Linked DNA regions of Mus musculus: region 2 is linked to region 1. The links are chromatin contacts, called in public promoter capture Hi-C maps. All regions are on one chromosome and are shown on one strand. Each heading gives the region's core, a stretch centred on a gene start, on an enhancer-like site or on the middle of the called end of the contact. The rest is flanking DNA. Distances are from core to core; before and after follow the strand shown.

Region 1 (3,820 bases), core at 277-2,776:
CAGTTAATTCTTGGAAGGAAAAGTATAGTATTTCATGAAAGGAGTAATTAGTAGTTACTCCTCCTATCTCTTTAGCATGGCTTAAGATGAACCCACCCTTCTCGGGCATGTAAACACAGGTAGGATTTGGTTCTCAGAACTGTAGCGTCATAATGAGGTAGGCAGAATGAGGACACCATAAACATCTTCCCTAATATACTCATTACCAAACACAATGAATGGCACTGACCTTCTATGGCCCCCTAGGAACAGGCATAATATGCAGCCCCAAACAGAAAGCCTAGCGATTTCCCTGACAGATGTGACAAGCGCCCTCCATCCTGGAGCCTTTGAAAGTGCGAGCCTCTGCCTTGTACATTGCTGGACCCCAGACAAGCCTTGCTTCCCTAAAAGGAACATGGTAGTCAATTGCCAAAAGCAGTGTAGTTTGGGAGAATAATCTACAATAACCTGATGATTCACACCAAAAGCTTTGACAGTTCCCATGACCTTTAACCCCATGATTCTTTTAGCTGACGTGTAGAGAGAGTAGTTGATAAAGAGATGCTGTAAGTATTTATAACTGCATCTCTAAGCTTTTGTAGAACTATCATCCCCTATTTCTATTGTACTCTTTCAGTTGTACAAAGCAGAGGTTACTATTCGGCCTGAACAGTGTAATTTAGACTTTCCCACTTTGTTATTACTTTATCGTTCATTCTTGCAACTCAGATGTTTCTCTTGGAGCCGAGCTGCTTTGCTGAGAGTCTGCGGGAGCTTTTGTGGCTGCCCTTTGGTTGGTGTTTGCTTTGTTTTGTTTTTGAGGGGATAGGTAGTACCTTGCCTATTGATGATACTTTTATTTTGTCCTAAATCTTTAATGTTTTGAGACAGGGTCTCCCTAATTAGTTCAGTCTGGCCTCAAACTCATGATCCTCCTGCCTCAGCTTCTCGAGGGCTAAGATGATAGGTACGGGTGCCGCCACCAGCAGCAGCAGCAGCCAACAGTTTGGGATATGAATTCCAGGTTGTTAATTACTTTCTCTCAGGAGTTGAAGATTTCACCCTTCAGTTTCCTTTTGACCTTGTAATTACATTTGTTCATTTATTTGGGGGGGTTGGTATGCATATTGAAGTCGGATCTGCGGGATCGAACTCTGGTCACCGCCAGTCTTGGCAGCAAGTACCCTTCCCCTCTGAGCCGTCTCACTGTCCTCTCCCATTGCTAGCTTCATGGTTGCCGTGGAAGTAAGCACTCAGTCTCCTGGGTCCGGCATATCCTTTTTCACTCACACTTTTCTTCTCTCAAGTTTCTGAACTAAGTAATTGCTTTAGCTCTTCCTGCCGTGTTGTTCAGTTCTCCATAGTCTAACTTTGGAGAGTGTGAAAAATGTCCAGAGAGCCCTTAAAGAAGAAAGGCCCAGACTCAACAAAGGACTGTAGGTGCTCGCCTGCTCTGTTGGTCCCCAGGGCCTCCCCGGGGGGCAGGAGAAGCTTCCGGTCCCACCAGCCTTTAAGAAGCTGTACTGGAGCTTGCCAGCGGTAGCCTTCTTACGGTTCATTGCCAAGGCTTCCGTTTCCTTGGCTTGCTTCCCAAGTTTGTTTTAGTAGCCCATTGTCAATCTTGTAATTCCTTTCTTTCTTTTTGGAATCTACTCACCACAACTATTTTATGCTGTGAATGTAAGCAATATCTGTGGCTGTAAGGAAACACGGCTGTTTTGCTGATTCTTGCCTGTGGTGGCTGGTTTCCTGCAGCGATTAGGGATTTTTCAGGATGGACTGTGGAGTGAATTCTTTTTTTTTTTTTTTTTCTGAAGGAGTCACATGAGTTTTTGTACCAAACTCTTTCCTCTAGAAGGGCTGGTTTAGTTCTGGACAGCTGTTTGGGGCCACTGCTGGCAGGACATTGTAAACTTAATTTGGGTGTGAGGTTTGAGGGCCGCTCAGGTCTGGCATTTAGATCCCAGGCTTGGATGAAGGCAGGTTTCTGAGCCTGACATTTCTCTCTTCTGTTTCACTGCAAACGGAGAGCTGTGTGAAGGCTTTCTCCCCAGGCTGTGCCTCCAAAGGTGCAGATTTTCTGTGTGTTTCTCTGTTCTATTTGTTCCCTCCTTGGGTTTCACTTCTCAAGCCTCCTGGCTTTGATGGAACCAAAGTTCCAAATGCTCTGTCCAGCCCCTGGCCTTATCATGAGCCTGTGCCCGACTGATGTGGCCCATTGAGAACCAAGGCCTAGGTCAGCCTCCATAGCCCAGAGGACAAACTTTAGTTCCCATCCTCCTGCCTGCCTGAAGGATGAAGCTGTTTTGTTGTTTTCTTCCAGAACAACTGTGCATTACTTAATATATCTTCAACTGGTAACACTTCACCCAGCCTTTTTTTTTTTTTTTTTTTTTTTTTTTGAGACAGGGTTTCTCTGTTTAGTCCTGGCTGTCCTGGTAACTCACTTTGTAGGCTGGCCTTGAACTCTGAAATCTGCCTGCCTCTGCCTCCCGAGTGCCGGGATTAAAGGCCTGTGCCACCACACCCGGCCTCACCCAGCCTTTTTAGTTGAGAGGTTTCTATGCCCACTGTGTACCATGTTGCTGGAGACAGAATATGTAAACCTTGGGAATCAGATTATTACTGTCTATTACTGTCTAATATCGAGGCAGAATAATTTTTTTTGTTTGGTTTTTCAAGACAGGGTTTCTCTGTGTAGCCCTGGCTGTCCTGGAACTCACTTTGTAGACCAGGCTGGCCTCGAAGTCAGAAATCTGCCTGCCTCTGCCTCCCGAGTGCCGGGATTAAAGGCCTGTGCCACCACGCCCGGATCAGAATAATTTTTGATGAACAAATATTTAGAAGTTTTTTTATTCTGCACCTATTAATAAAAAGAAACATTACTAACCAGGATGGTGACACATGCCTGTAATCCCAGCGCTTAGGCAGCTGATGCAGAATTAGGAGTTCCAGCCCACACATATTTGAATGCGCCAGCACACGCGAGCGCGTGCACACACACACACACACACACACTCATGGTTTTCATGACATTGTGGCTTTGTACTAACTTGGTCTAATCATTTTCTCTTCACTGTCTTAAGGAAGTAGCTGAATACTATGCTCAAAGTGGAAACTCAGCGGAAAAGTGGGGACACCCCTTAGTGATCGAAAAACTAAAGGTAAGAGAGACAAGAAGGCACTCAACATGGGGAGCTGCATGTTTGGGGGCCCTTAATTATCATCGTCATGTAGATAAAGGATAACCTCAATGATAATAACTTTTCCCTTTTCTTTATGGTCTTGATACATTGATCAGGCTGGACTCAACTCGTGGCAGTCCTCCTGCTTCTGCTGCCCAAGTGTCTGGATGATAGGCATGATACCTCATGCTCCAGGAATAACTCTTTTTTTGGGGTGTTTGTTTTGGTTTGTTTTTTGTCTCTTGTTTTTCAAGACAGGGTTTCTCTGTGTAGCCATGGCTGTTCTGGAATTTGATTTGTAGACCAGGCTAGCCTCAAACTCAAAGAGACCCACCTGCCTCAGTCTCCCAAGTGCTAGGATTAAAGGCATATAACACTATGTCTGGCCATCAGAAATAACTTTCTTAAAAATACAAGGTTTTTTAAAATCTGGGTTTTTAAAAATCTTATTTGTTTGTGGTGACCCACACCTGTAATTCAGCTAGCACTTGGGAGGGGAGCTGAGGCTGAAGGTGGAGGATTGCTGCAAGTTAGAGGCTAGCCTGGGCTACATAGTGAGCCAGAGCTGCTGTATGAGTTCCTTTGTGGATAGAAAGGAAGCAAGTGGGGTGAGGGGAGGGGAGGGGAGGGGAGGGAAGGGGAGGGGAGGGGAG
Region 2 (3,522 bases), core at 735-3,234, 100 kb after region 1:
TTTAAGATATTACCTATCTACTGATGCACAGAAATAAAGGAAAAAGGATGCCCAAATGACTAATATGGTATTAAGTATAACTATTTTTCTCTCTATCACTAAAGATAGATTTTATACTATCTATATTTCTATATTAGATAGACATGCTATTTAAATATCATTATTTCTAAGTATCCTTATTTCTATTCTTAATACTTACTGTATTATCACTATTTTTATCTGAAGTGAAAGGCTGCCACCATCTGTTTCCCTTTAATAATGCCAGGCAAACTTGTTACTCTCAGGGCTTCAGTGGCTATTCTATGAAGCCTTCATTGCTGTCTAGTGTCTAACATACTGAAGTGGCTTTAACAACAACAATCTTCAGTGTCTTCAACGGTGGCTAGCTTTGGGTAAAATCTAAAAATTAAATGCTCTAGCAAAAGCCCAGCGAATTTGGAACAACTGCCAATGACAGTGAAGTCTCTCTGTAAACCACAGTTAACAGGTAAGGGCAAGAGCACTCTGAGAGCACGCGAACACAGCGCAGCTTCAAAAGAAACCTCAAAGCATGTCTGCCTTGGGGTCTGAACCAAAAAGCTCAAGCATTAATGAATCTTAAGAGATTTTGGTATATGATTAAGTCTTTATAAAAACCACCAAAAGCTTTCAAAGGGTAATTCATGGTTGTGATTTCAGTATCAGCATGTTTTATTTTCATTTTAAACATCTGCTTACCTTTTTATGTGCGGGTACTGCAAAGAATGTGAATGAGTTACTAAACATACTACCTACTTTCAAGCACTGATAACCAGGACCTGCAATCTCCTAAACTGAGCGCCTAGACAGACAGCACACTCAGGGTCTGAGCTCTGGGGTCAGCTAACGTGCTTACCTCCTCAGACTTGAAAGCCTGTTTGCTGTGTGTATATTTTAAAAACCTAGAAAAAAACCAGAGTATCTTTCAGATAGAGAAACTGATCAGGTTTTAGTCTGAAGGCTTCTAAAGACTGGATCATTAATAAATTTTAAAACGGTGAAAAAACAAATAAAAGGGCAACTCATAAATCCATATTTGAAGGCCCGAAGTGTGCCATAAATATTTTGATGATCATCTTAAGGGTTACATAGTTATATAAAAAATATTTATTTTAGACAGCAAAATATAAAACTCCATGTATAGCATAAATGTATCTATATTAAATATGTACATACATATAGTAAAATCAATTTCAAATACTAGTTCTAGTAAACTGGCACAATTCTTTTCTTCTACTTTCCAAATGTTTAGATATTTTAATTAAGGTAACAATTATAATGACAAAGCAATGCTGCAAAAGTTCCTATTGAGCGCACCCATACATAACTGTAAGCAATTTAAGACAGGGTCTTCATGGTCTTACCGAGCAACAGGAAGCACGTTGGAACCTGTATACATCATGATGAAGAAAAACACTCCGCTGAGATAGAGGCGAGGTAACTGTGGGTTATCTTGCATAATGTGATGTAGTAAGATGGCAACTTTCTCAACAAGGATAGGGTCAAAGGTCAGCAGTAACTGAAATAGCAAATAAAATGTTTTGCTTGGTGAGTTATGCTGAGGTTATCACTTCTTAGATCCATGGGACTCAATAAACTTGTTATAGGACTGGAAACCGACTTAAAAGGGGCTCCTTCTACATTTACTGCAGATAGTGATGCAGGAAACTGTTGAGAACTGATCAAAACATGGTCAGATAAAAGCCCGAGTGTGTCCAAAGCTAGTTTTGTTATGTTGTTCAGGCAAAGTTGATTGCTTGAGAGTATTTCTAATGCACATGCATGTGCTGTCTACATGAGTGTTTATGTGCACATGATCACGGGTGTATACACCCATGTCATGTGTGTCTGTGTTGCATTAGTTTCAAGTAAATGACATGATGAAAACCTCTCTGAAGGACACTGGACTTGACAAGAAAAACAAGAATGAGAACAGGGCTAAAGTGCAACTCAGAGGCTGCCACTACCACAAGGCCCTGAAAGACAATGGGCTCTAGGACACTGTGGGACCCTCAGGCCACTCACTACATCCAGGCTAACAAAGGTCTAAGCAGAACTGCTCTGAATGTGTGCTAAGCCATTTTAGTTATACTTATTATTTACACAGTAAAGGTGACATTTCAATTTTCAATGAACACTTGCTTCCAAAGAACCCCAAATGTGAAGTTAATTGCTACTAGTAAGACCAAACCCAGCAGCAGATAATGTAGGGTGTAGGCACTGGCTCTGTTGACAGGCTGATAGTTTCAGTGAGCTGAGGACAGAGTGTAATGCAAGCACTGGCTCTTGGTGACAGGCCAATAGTCTAGACTCAGTCGTGAGAAAGAACAACTGTTTGTCTTTTAAGTCACTGTTAAATTTCTCTTGCTTTAAGTCCTATCTGCTCAACAAGGCAGTCAGTGTTCTACTCTATGACAAGGTTCAGGAAGGAACAGTCACAGACAATCATGTAGGACTTTCTCCAATGTGAAGGCAGATGTGGCTTGAGATCAGGTATAGGGAAACAGCCTTACATTATCAATCAACAACAGAGTATCTCAAGTTGTCCTGCACAAGGAAACCGAGACCATCCATTCACTGTGCACTATATCACTCACTGATTTCTTAAGCTGTGCTGTCCGTCATATGGCCAAAACAGTGAGAAGACACAGGACCCTACCTAAGCAGGGCACAGCGCTTGGAAAACAGCCTGAGTTACCTGTGTTCCAGCAAGATAAAGTGCTCCTTTAAACTACAGGGAAAGTATTTTAAGAAAGATTTAGAACCCAGTATAAAATAAACAGGCAATATGCCATCAGAAGATGCTAAATTTAGCAGGGCATGGTGCCACACACCTTAATCCCAGCACTCAGGAAGCAGACAGAGGCAAGAGAGCTCTGGCAGCTCAGGACAACAGGTTTACATGGTGAGTTCCAGATGAGAGTATTTCTTGCGAGGAATGGGGGCCAAATTCATCACATTTTTCCTTTCTCTTCAGATACCACTAAAAGTTTTGATTATTCAAAGTAGACACCCTTCACTGACCAAGTTCCATTCTATACAGACAATGGTTAATTATTTTCAACCATCTTGACCTCGAATGCAATGCTCCTTGCATTTACTTTTTTTCTTTTCAGTATTAGAAACCTTGGAGAATGTTTGGGACAATTTTTCTGGGTACTTTATCTTCATGTTGACAGGATCCAATGAGCACAAATCCCTTTCTTTTCGTATTACCTCAGATACATACTCACTTGCTCTTCTGGGATTGGCTAGTAACAGTTAAAAAAACTTATAGTGCACTTTCACTTAGACATATGAACAGAAATGTCCATAATAGGAAAAGTATATGTATAAGCATGCTGTGGTGGTTTGAATAAGAATGGCCCCCCACAGGCTCATATATTTGAACGCTTAGTCACCAGGGAGTAAAATCCTTTAATAGAATTAGAAAGATTAGGTGTGACTTTGCTGGAGGGGGTCACTAGGGATGGGCTATCAGGTTTCAAAAGCCCTTGATAGGTC

Evidence for each region. Capture Hi-C pulls out chosen DNA fragments and counts their contacts.
Region 2: a promoter capture Hi-C map of liver shows a contact between it and region 1. The contact joins two enhancer-like sites. A contact is called at or near these places in 2 of 39 promoter capture datasets (liver and pre-B cells), 4 of 484 Hi-C or Micro-C datasets (the AML12 cell line, cortical neurons, liver and 1 more), 1 of 115 datasets of contacts at active chromatin or transcription factors (embryonic stem cells) and 3 of 9 other capture datasets (adipose tissue, liver and pancreatic islet).

What each region holds. Positions count from the first base shown.
Region 1 is chr9:104,087,190-104,091,009 of GRCm38.p6, forward strand. Acad11 (acyl-Coenzyme A dehydrogenase family, member 11) reads left to right here. Exons shown (of 20, transcript NM_175324.4): 10 at 3,069-3,146. Among named protein-coding and RNA genes, the nearest start is that of Acad11, 25 kb to the left of the region's middle. Within about 2 kb of position 1,527, at least 46 of the 459 cell types and tissues checked have an H3K27ac peak or open chromatin away from gene starts, as enhancers often do. A contact at or near this core is called in adipose tissue and liver, where this site is marked.
Region 2 is chr9:104,191,232-104,194,753 of GRCm38.p6, forward strand. Dnajc13 (DnaJ heat shock protein family (Hsp40) member C13) reads right to left here. Exons shown (of 56, transcript NM_001163026.1): 30 at 1,383-1,537; 31 at 875-920. The region is part of intron 1 of Gm46130 (a long non-coding RNA gene); the gene reads left to right. Among named protein-coding and RNA genes, the nearest start is that of Gm46130, 11 kb to the left of the region's middle. Within about 2 kb of position 1,985, at least 11 of the 459 cell types and tissues checked have an H3K27ac peak or open chromatin away from gene starts, as enhancers often do. A contact at or near this core is called in adipose tissue and liver, where this site is marked.